Linked DNA regions of Zea mays: region 2 is linked to region 1. A link is a contact called in public Hi-C data. All regions are on one chromosome and are shown on one strand. Each heading gives the region's core, a stretch centred on a gene start, on an enhancer-like site or on the middle of the called end of the contact. The rest is flanking DNA. Distances are from core to core; before and after follow the strand shown.

What was found. Hi-C and Micro-C count contacts between places; a contact is called where the count stands out from the background.
Region 2: a Hi-C map of endosperm shows a contact between it and region 1, with 4 times the contacts expected there. The contact joins the promoter of LOC100285263 here to the promoter of LOC103640938 in region 1. A contact is called at or near these places in 2 of 25 Hi-C or Micro-C datasets (ear and endosperm).

What each region holds. Positions count from the first base shown.
Region 1 is chr10:22,370,084-22,375,006 of Zm-B73-REFERENCE-NAM-5.0, forward strand. It overlaps LOC103640938 (pre-mRNA-splicing factor CWC22 homolog), which reads left to right and starts at 3,090. Exons shown (of 8, transcript XM_020545568.2): 1 at 3,090-4,267; 2 at 4,908-4,923. The coding sequence starts at 3,257.
Region 2 is chr10:23,093,871-23,099,113 of Zm-B73-REFERENCE-NAM-5.0, forward strand. LOC100285263 reads right to left here and starts at 2,275. Exons shown (of 10, transcript NM_001158157.1): 1 at 1,824-2,275; 2 at 1,645-1,742. The coding sequence starts at 2,093.

The sequences.
Region 1 (4,923 bases), core at 1,840-4,339:
GAATTAAATCGGAGTACGGAAGATAGTTCTCCTTGCTTAGAGTTGCTCAATCAATGAGGATAATGTTTGGGAGCAAACTCAAATCAATATGAGAAAGGGAACTTTTAGAGAGAGGAAAAAGGGAAAACAAATCAAGTGAAGATCAACAAGTGAACACGGTGATTTGTTTACCGAGGTTCGGTTCTAAAGAACCTAGTCCCCGTTGAGGAGGCCACAAAGGCTCGATCTATTCCAACCCTTTCCCTCTCTCAATCGGTCACACAGACCGATCGAGATTTCTCCTTAATCACTTGGGTCACTAAGACCCTGTAAGGATCACCACACACTTAGGTGTCTCTTGCTAGCTTTTCAAAACACTTAGAATAAGAATGAGAAGGAGAAAGCAATCCAAGCAACAAGAGCAACAAAAGAACACAAAACACCCTCTCTCAAGTCACTAAGCAATTGAGTTGATTTGGGAGCTTAGAGAGGATTTGTTCTATTGATTGTGCCTTGGAGTGTAGTCTTTTGCTCTTGCAATGAATGTGAAGTTCAAAAAACTTGGATTGGCTTGAATGGAGGTGGTTGGGGGTATTTATAGCCCCAACCACTATCTAGTCGTTGTTGTCGATGGCGCACCGGACATGGCACTGTTCAGTGTCCGATGCGTGCCACGTCAGCTGCTCGTTGGGGTTTGGAGCCGTTGACCATTTAAGTCCTTTGTCTTATAGCTGCACTGGACAGTCCGGTGGCACACCAGACATGTTCAGTGCATCCTGACATCGCTGCTCTGACTTCTGACTGCGCACTGTTCACTTTTGCAGTCGACCGTTGTGCGCAGGTGACCGTTTCTTCGTTGGCTCACCGGACACTGTCCGGTGCACACCGGACAGTCCGGTGAATTATAGCGGAGCGCCTCTCAGAAAACCCGAGAGTGGCTAGTTCGTTGGTGCCTTGACCTGGGCACCGGATAGTGTCTGGTGCACACCTAACAGTGTCCGGTGCGCCACTGGCAGCACCAATACTAATCATTGCTCCAAACTTGGTTGAGTCACCAACTTAATTTCTTTCTTGGTTTATGTTGAACCTTATGCACCTGAGATAAATGTCATCTAAGCAACCTAGTTAGTTCACATGGTTTGTGATGGACGTCAAACACCAAAATCGATTATAGGAATTTTTTTAAGCCCATTCCCCTTTCACGCGCACCAATCGGAAAACAAACACGTCCTACCTCTCAAAAAGCAGCGCGCTCGCAGGCGAGCAGTAGAGCCTCCAAACAAGTACCAAACTACTTCCTTGGAAGGCTCGGGGGCTACTGTCAAGGGTAATAATTAGGGATACCCGAATTATCCCCTAACAAACGCACTCAGAGAAACAAGGACGAAAACCCCCGAGGGGTGACACCCGAGCTATCCACAAAGACCGAAACATCTCCCCAAGAGTCTCCCACTTCGGGCAGGACTCCGCCTCGCTTGAGGTTGCCGCCGCACCGACCGTCTCGCCCGAGCCAGCCTCAGACAAATAGGACAGGGGCACCCGAAAATAGGAAGGGGACATGCACATTTAATGCGTGTGCCAACCCATGCTACGACAACAGAGCACAGTGATAGATAAGACGACGATCATGTCTGGCGCCACAACATGATTACGTTTACACTACAGTGTGCGCACGCCGCCTGCCACCCTCCGATGGGACGCCTAATACGACAAGTCGAGTAGACTGGCCTTCGGGCGCAATCTCTCTGCCTCACCCGAAGCAGGATTCAGCCCGCGGGCGCGATCTCTCTGCCTCGTCCGACCTCGGCTCTAGCCTTCGGGTGATTTCTCCGCCTCGACCAACATCAAGTTTGGTCCTCGGGCAAATTCTCCACCTCGCCCGAGCTCGGCCTTGGCCACCTACTACGCCGTGAATCCTGCAGACGGCCACTCCGCCCGACTGTGGTGCACGTCAAGGGACGGCTCGACTAACGCCTCGGGAAGACTTCCGCCTCAACTAACCAGGGGCTCTGATCTCGATAAGCGCAACAGGGAATCTCGACGTCATCCCGTGTCAGGACGCTGACACACCCCGTAAGCAGCCTTTGGCCCATACCCCGGCGCTGTTACAACAACTACGGCATGGGCAACCTCTCCCTCGGGGGCTCGGGCGTACGGACAACCCCTCGGTCTCTGCCTCGGCTCTCTACGGGAAATCAGCAGGCGCGAGTCAGCAGCACAGTGCGTCATCACGTCGGCTTACAGGGCGCCAAGACGTCTCTCCTTCGGATACAACACCAGCTTCACTGTAGACGCTCCCCTTCGTGTATAAATAGGGCAGTGATCCCCCAAGAGGACGATCCATCCACGGGACACGCAGACGAACGCTCACTCCCCCACTTTGTCTTAGATATTAGTATTTGACTCAATCATCTCTATGGACTCGGGACTTCCTCTCTCCCGCCGTGCTTGTAAACCCCCTACTACAAGCACCACAGTGCGAGTAATATAAGCCTCATCCTCCTCTGCTGGAATAGGGCATTGTATTGCCCGAACCAGGATAACTGCTTGTGTCTTCTCGCTCACCATCTAGAGTCGGCTACGCGACACATTTACTAGTTGGTTAAGGACCCGTGGTCCAAACACCGACAAGTTTATTTCGAGAAGCAGCTAAACTGATAAACTGTTGTGTAAGCTACCTGTTTAGCAAAACTTCTGCTTATGGGGTGTTTGAATGCACTAGATCTAATAGTTAGCTGCTAAAATTAACTGAAGACAATGAAACAATCTAGGTATTACTTTAGCTATTAGCTATTTTAGCAAATTATCTAATAGTTAACTAGCTAGCTAATTTAACTAGCAATATTTTAACTAACTAACTATTAGTTGTAGTGCATTTAAATACCTCGTAAATCTATTAAAAACTGAAAATAAGTTGTACCAAATAGGGTTCAGAACTTACTCTAGTGAGCTTTCGATTTTTAACTTCTTGAAGCTTTTTATTTTTAAATGGTTTGAGCTTTCGATTTTTAACTTCTTGAAGCTTTTTATTTTTAAATGGTTCCAAAGCTAAATTATAAAATTTCAAAAAAGCTGAAAGCTTAGATCTGACCCTTACTACTTACTAGGCTACACGGGACCGATCGAATCGATCTCTTGTCGGCTACACAGAACCGATCGAACCGATTTCTATTTTCTTCGTATCCAATTTCCATCCTTTCCCCTCTCGCGGGCTCGCGGCCACGACCCCGCTTCCCTAGAATTATTACCACAAACCACAAAACCCTCGGTCCCGGCTATGGCTAACTCCGTCTCCCCGCCGCGCCGCCGCCGCCACAGCCACCACGATGACGTCTCCCCGCGCCGCCGCAAGCGCCGCGCGTCCCCGTATCCACCTCGCTCGCCTTCCCTCGGCGTCGACGCGGACCGCCGTCGCAGATCTAGGGCTTCGCCGCCCGATTCCGACAGCCGCGGCCGCGGCCGAGACGCCAAGCCCTCTGAGGAGAAGGAGAACGGCCACGCCAAGCCCGGAAGGGATGAAGACGGCGACAACCGATCTCCCCGGCGCGACAGGGTTTCAGACGGGGAGGAAGGTGGCGAACGCCGGAGGATGCGCGATAGGGTTTCCGACGATGAGAAGGAGGAAGGACGTCGTCGCAGGCGGGCTAGGGATCCGGATGATGAGCCGGACGACCGCCGTGGCAAGCGAGACCGGGAGAAAGACAGACGGCGCCACCGGCGCCGGAGCCCTAGCTCGGAGTCAGGGTCCTCGCCCGACGGCCGTCGCCATCGCCGCCGGCGCCGAGACGAGGGTTCGAGGCGGCGGGACGACCGTAGGCGAAGGGAGGACGAGGGAGACGAGCGCCGTAGAAGCCCTGTGAAGGAGCTGACCCCGCCACTGCCTCCCCCACCGCCGCTCCTTCCGGAGATGATCCCTGGGCGCACGGGTGGGATCTACATCCCGCCTTTCCGCATGGCGCAGATGATGCGTGATATGGAGGACAAGTCGAGCCCTGAGTATCAGCGCCTCACCTGGGATGCTCTCAAGAAGAGCATCAATGGGCTGGTGAATAAGGTGAATGCGACCAATATCAAGAATATAGTGCCAGAGCTCTTTGCAGAGAACCTTGTTCGTGGGCGGGGGCTCTTCTGTCAGTCTTGCATCAAGTCACAGATGGCCTCGCCTGGGTTTACTGATGTATTTGCTGCGCTAGTTGCGGTTGTGAATACCAAGTTCCCTGAGATTGGGAAGTTGCTTCTTGTTCGTGTCGTGCTCCAGCTCAAGAGGGCATATAAGCGAAATGACAAGGTGAGCTTGTCTTCATTTTCCTCAGCTCAAGAAGTGTTTTAGTACTTTGTTACTTTTTTATTTAAGAATGACTCATTTAGAATCTACAAACGCCGGGTCTAGTTGCATTCCAAGGTGTTTTCATATAATTAGTTTCACTTATTGTATGGTTGCTTATCTAATCCTTATCAAGATCTTTGCAATTTTTTAAACCATTTACAAAATGGGCTATCCTATTTATGTTAGTCTGGAAAAAATGGCTACTTAAGTCTGCAGCTGAAGGAGAACTATTGGTGCATACACCAATAGATCTGCTGTTCTGCAATTACAAAGGTTTGTAGTTGGCTCATGAAATTCTTTGCACAACACTTCACATTGCTTTCCATTTGTATTTGAACTCATGAACTGGATTAATGCAGGTTTTGGAAGTTACATAGGATATACCTTCTACTTGGATTATGGATTAAAGTCAAATAAAAGAACTAGCAAAAGTTGTTGTTTATACCTGGGGCTTGTATACACTGACGTTTGCTGTTTATGTACATAAGATGAATTGTTACTTACATTTAGGATGCTTAATATCTGAGTGTGAAGAATTACATATGTGCTTAATTGTTAGTTTCTGCATAAATTTCTTACTGAAGTTCTCCTTTACTTGCAGCCCCAATTGCTTGCAG
Region 2 (5,243 bases), core at 1,025-3,524, 720 kb after region 1:
TGCCCGGATAACATCGGTTGTCATTGCAAGAATACGCAAATGGTACTCGACAAATGTTGAGCCTTCAGTCAAAACCAACTTGTTCTTCCTTTCCTCGTTAGCTCTCATCTTTGTTTGTCTTATTTGTTTGGTTGCCTCAAACCTACAAAAAGTAATAATTGAGAACAGATGATCGGTATTGAGATCCTCTGCAGTTAACTGCAGTTGGATCACTGACGTGTAGGCCCGGTCTGAGCTGACCCCACAAGTCAGTGACCCAACTGTTGGCGAAGTATCGGCAAACGAGTTTATATTTATTTAATTCATACCCATCCATCTCTAGCATCTGAACATCCATAAAACATGCATCAAAGCAATGTGGGGGTTGAAGTAGACTGATAGCATCCTTGCCACTTTCAACACAGCTAACATTAGCGTCGTACTTCTTGAACGCAGCTGCAGCAACTCTGAGATTGACTTTATTATCTACAAGTTCAAAATGAAAAACTTCTTGTTGAGGTGAGGCAACAGGAGGTCCTGTTGCAGAGGCAAAGGGATGAGGAGAGGATTATGACAATGGATCTGACTGTACTGCCAGAAGAACAAAAAAAATACTACCTGGCTTTACGGGATAAGATCATGCGCCAGCTATAGAGTAGTGCTTGACAGTTTTTGTGTGGCAGTTTCAAAGCACTTCAATCTGTTGCTTAGGTAGGAACATGTCTCCTTTCCTAAGTACTTATTATCTGTGACTATATGTCCTTAGACAAAGAGGTGTCTTATTGCAGGTACTTTGGTGGTACAACAAAACAAGTCCGAGGAGATTCTGTTGATGAACATGCTGCTTTGTTGCACCTCAAGTTTGGTAGAAATTATCTCAGTTTCCTATTAATTCTTAGTTTGGTACAAATTGTCTCAATTTCCTTTTAATCCTTAGTTTGGTACAAATTATCTCAGTTTCCTTTTAATTCTTAGTTTGGTACAAATTATCTCAGTTTGGTACTAATTTTCAGCTTGTTACAAATTATCTTAGTTTGGTAGTAATTTGTAGTTTGTAACTATTTATGAATTTGTTTCCTTTGGTTCCTTCAAGCATATGCAGAATCACTTATCATTTGTTTTCCTGGCAACATGTGTGTTACTGTGAAACGACATGTTTGTTGTCTGGTACTGATTGAGCAAAGTGGGAGGGGCGGGAGGCAATGATAAAGCTCAATGAGAGATAAATAAGTTCAGAACGAGGGCACGGAGAAGAGCATGGCCCAAAAAACTTCCGTTGGCCCAATCTAACGTGCATAGTCTATGTGGTTTCAGTTTTAAAAATTATGAGGGACAAGTTTTAGCGTTCTGATGTGGATTACAGTTTTTTTAGGGAATTTTTTTTCCCAACAGCCCCAATAAGATGTTTTGGGGAACAAATTTTAAGTGAACTTTTGGAGTTGCTCTTATTCATACATTTTGCAATTCTGATTGGATGCCCTCTGTTAAAAATCGAGATCCTTTGACAGCCTAAAGGCTAAAACGTATTTCTATGCAATTGCTCGAGCAAACAATGATGGATCCATTCGTAGTCAAGCCCCCTATATCATACTGGCACCATAAAGTTTCTGACTAACAACTGCTGAAAACACGTAACTGACAAAGATGATGAAAAGTTAAGATTACCTAGAATAACAGCCTACATTGTAGCCTTGGGCCCTCATGATATTGGACAGGAATGCAGCAGTAGAACCTTTCCCCTTGGTGCCGGCGATATGCACAGCCTACAGACACATCTATTCAGCTACATATTTGCATTCAGCGAACAGAACTATCTCCGAAGATCTACATCCGGGAGAACTCACCGGGAAGTGGGTGTGGGGGTCGCCGAGCCGGCGGAGGAGCCGGCGCATGCGTCCGAGGTCAAACCCGTCGTCGGAGTCGGTGCCGGCGCCGCGCGGCACGCCCGAGCGCTCGTAGTTGCGCAGCCGCTCCATGTAGTCGAAGAAACCCGCGAGCGGACCCTCCGCCTCGCCACCGGCCATGATGGTCAGGCCGCGGCGGGCCATGATGCTCCTCCTCTGCAGCAGACCATGTGGGAGGCGGAGGGCGGTAGGGAAGCGGTGGCCGAGCATCCGTCGCGGCCGTGCGGCGGCGGCGGGAGGCGACGTAGAGCGCGCGATCGCGGATGTGACGCGCAGATGCTCCTTGCCACGGGATACAGATAAATGTTGGGTTAAGGCTTGAGCGGTGGTTGGGTCGGCTGGTGCGGACTGTGGGGACGACGCCGGAGTCGGGCAGCGGAGGACGAGCGCGAGGAGACGACAGACGACGAGGAGGGAGCAGAGGAGGAGCATACCAATGGCAACGGGTAAAATGGTTGGAGCAAAAGACTAGGTAAATAGTTTTATAAAGATAAATTTGGTTATTATTAGAAAAACGTTATTTTATAAATGACCCTTTAAATTTGATAGGTCTTTATTCATACATATTAACTCTATTTTTGATAGCTTGTTTCACTAGCTATACATAATTCTGAATTTAAGAGATTCAATTGGATTAGTGTACTTCTTTTTTGAAATCTATTTTAAAGAATATACGAGCATCTTCAAGAGACTAATCAAATAGCTCGTCAAGTCAAATTTTAGCTACTCAACAGTAAAATAACTCTCTATCCGACTCTTTAAATTAGCTCTCTCACTGGTCAAATTTGGCTAGCCACCTGACTAACCAAACTAGATAGATAGTCTGTTAGAGTGGAATGCTACATATAGAGTGTGATCTTTATAAAAATGTAAATAGAGAATTAAATAGAGAGCTAAAAATAAAGAGTCTCTTAGAGATTAAATTTGGCTAATTGTTTTTGCTAATCTCTTGGAGTTGCTTTAAAACCGCTCCAGCACGAACCTGTACCTGTAAATGCGCTTGTACTCTAAATATAGAGGTTTGTTGACTATTTTATGTCTCCAACAAGGGACTCTAAAATGTCCTCTAAAATTTAGATAATGGCATGTGTCTTCTGGCAACGACTGCTATGCAAGCAGTCCTTCTGTGCAAGCGTGCAAGCAAACCATCTGATCCATTAGATCGTGATCCAACCATAGGTCACATTTAACACTTACACCCTTCCACCACCAGCTTAATAATCTTTATAAAAAAACCCTAACAAACCATGGTTGTATCTATGGTTGGATCGTAATCTAAAGAATCAGATTGTTTGCTTGCACGCTTGCATAGAAGGACTGCTTGCATAATAGTCGTTGCCTGTGTCTGCTACAAATAGAGGACATACGAACGTACTCTTATGCACTCTTATGTATTGTTCTTGTTTCATACGCCTCTTGTTCACGTGCCCACGTCCAGTAAAAAAATATAGAATGCCAAATCTAGTACCACTATTAATATAGAGGATGAAATTTAAAGAACGTTGTTGGAGATGGAGAAGATATAGAGGACATAATCTTTTAGAGAATAAAGTAATGTATAGAGAATATTTCTTAAGATGATGAAATTTAGGGAACATTGCTGGAGAGAGCCTTACACAAAGTGTTATTGACTGTGCCAGTGAGCTAAAACCAATGCTCTCGTCCATGCCTTCCACCCTCCATGAGCATAATATCATATATGTATCCTCTATCCGCGAGTAGAGGATACTCGCGAGCTTGTCTGTTTACCCGCCATAAAACAACAAAATATCAAATCATAGACAGATTACATATAAGTTATATTATAAAGATACATGAACATAAATATAACTAATCACCATACAAAGCTAACATGATAAATAAAAGAAACTCAAATAGTAGTAGTTCATACAGTTCTCATACACATAGTTCATAATCGCACAAATTCTCACACACAATATTCTTGATGGTGAGAAAGACAACAAAAATGTTGAAGAAACTTAACCGAGAAGGCATCAAATTTGATTCAATAAAGAAGAAGTTTTCCTCTAGCAAGAGAAAGTCCATCTCCAAGATGGACTGATATAATTGTGGAGAGCTTGGCCATCTTGCTCATCAATGCACCAAGCCTAAGAAAAACAAATTCAAATGCAAGAAAGATGATGAAAATGATGATGAGACCAAGGAAAAGAAGTTCTTCAAAAAGAAAGAAGGCAAGCAAAAGAGGTTTCACAAAAGGAAGAATGGGAAAGAATACATTGTTGGTGATTGACTCACCGATATTGAATACTCAAGCAGCTCTTCTTCAAGTGAAGAAGAAGATGATGAAAAGGTCGTCGCCATCGTCGTGGATTTCTCTTCACCATCATCATCACCTTCATCCACTACACACATATGCCTCATTACTAAAGGTGAACGGAAGGTACAAGATGATATTGTCATTGTTGAAAATTGTGATAGTGATAGTGATGATGAATATGTTTCTCCTACTTATGATGAGTTAGCTGACTTGCTTAAATAATACACTCAAATCATTAGAAAGTCCAAAGCTAAATGTGATAAGCTAATAGGTGAAAATATGTTCTTAACTGCTAAGTATGATATAGTTGTTCAAGCTAGTGAGGAAATGAACGAAGAAAACAAAACTATGTCATCTATTAGAAATGGGCTCAAGGTCTCCCTTAAAGATGCTAAAAATGTGAAAAAACAAATGAAGAAAATAGGGAGCTAAAAGATAGGTTTGTTAAGATAAAAGAAGATTACACAAAAATTAAAATTGATCATGGTAATCTTCTTGTTGCATATGAGCTTTTAGCTTGATGTAGCAACCTCATGTGATGCTTTGAGCAATGATGATCAATCTAGTCTTCATGATGATTTGATTGAAAATTTTAAAATCGTGGCACTAGAGAACAAGAAATTAAAGAAGTACTTGACTGAAGCAACCAACAAGGAAAAAGTTGCTATAGAAAGCAAAGATTTTAATAATGAGTTGGTATTGAATAATGAGAGGCTTAGGGAAGAAATGAAGAAGTTCAAGCTTGAGAAAGAACATCTTGCCAATACCTCCAAAATGAGCTCCTCATGAACAAAGTCATGAAAAACAATAAGAGTGGTATTGGATACAATTCATTTGTGCAAAAGAAATCAACAAATCAAAATAAGGCTAAGCAAAATCCAAATCCCATTAAGTGTTATGAGTGTAGAAAAGAAGAACACTTTGCTCACAATTGTAAAGCCACACCACCAACTCCCTTGTCAAAGCACTCAAGACCTTTTGCATTTAATGCTCACTATGTGCTCCAACGAGGACTAGTGGAGAGTGTCGACTCTTCGATACCTCAAGAAAAATGGGAGGAGTCTTCTTGTCCCTACTTTACT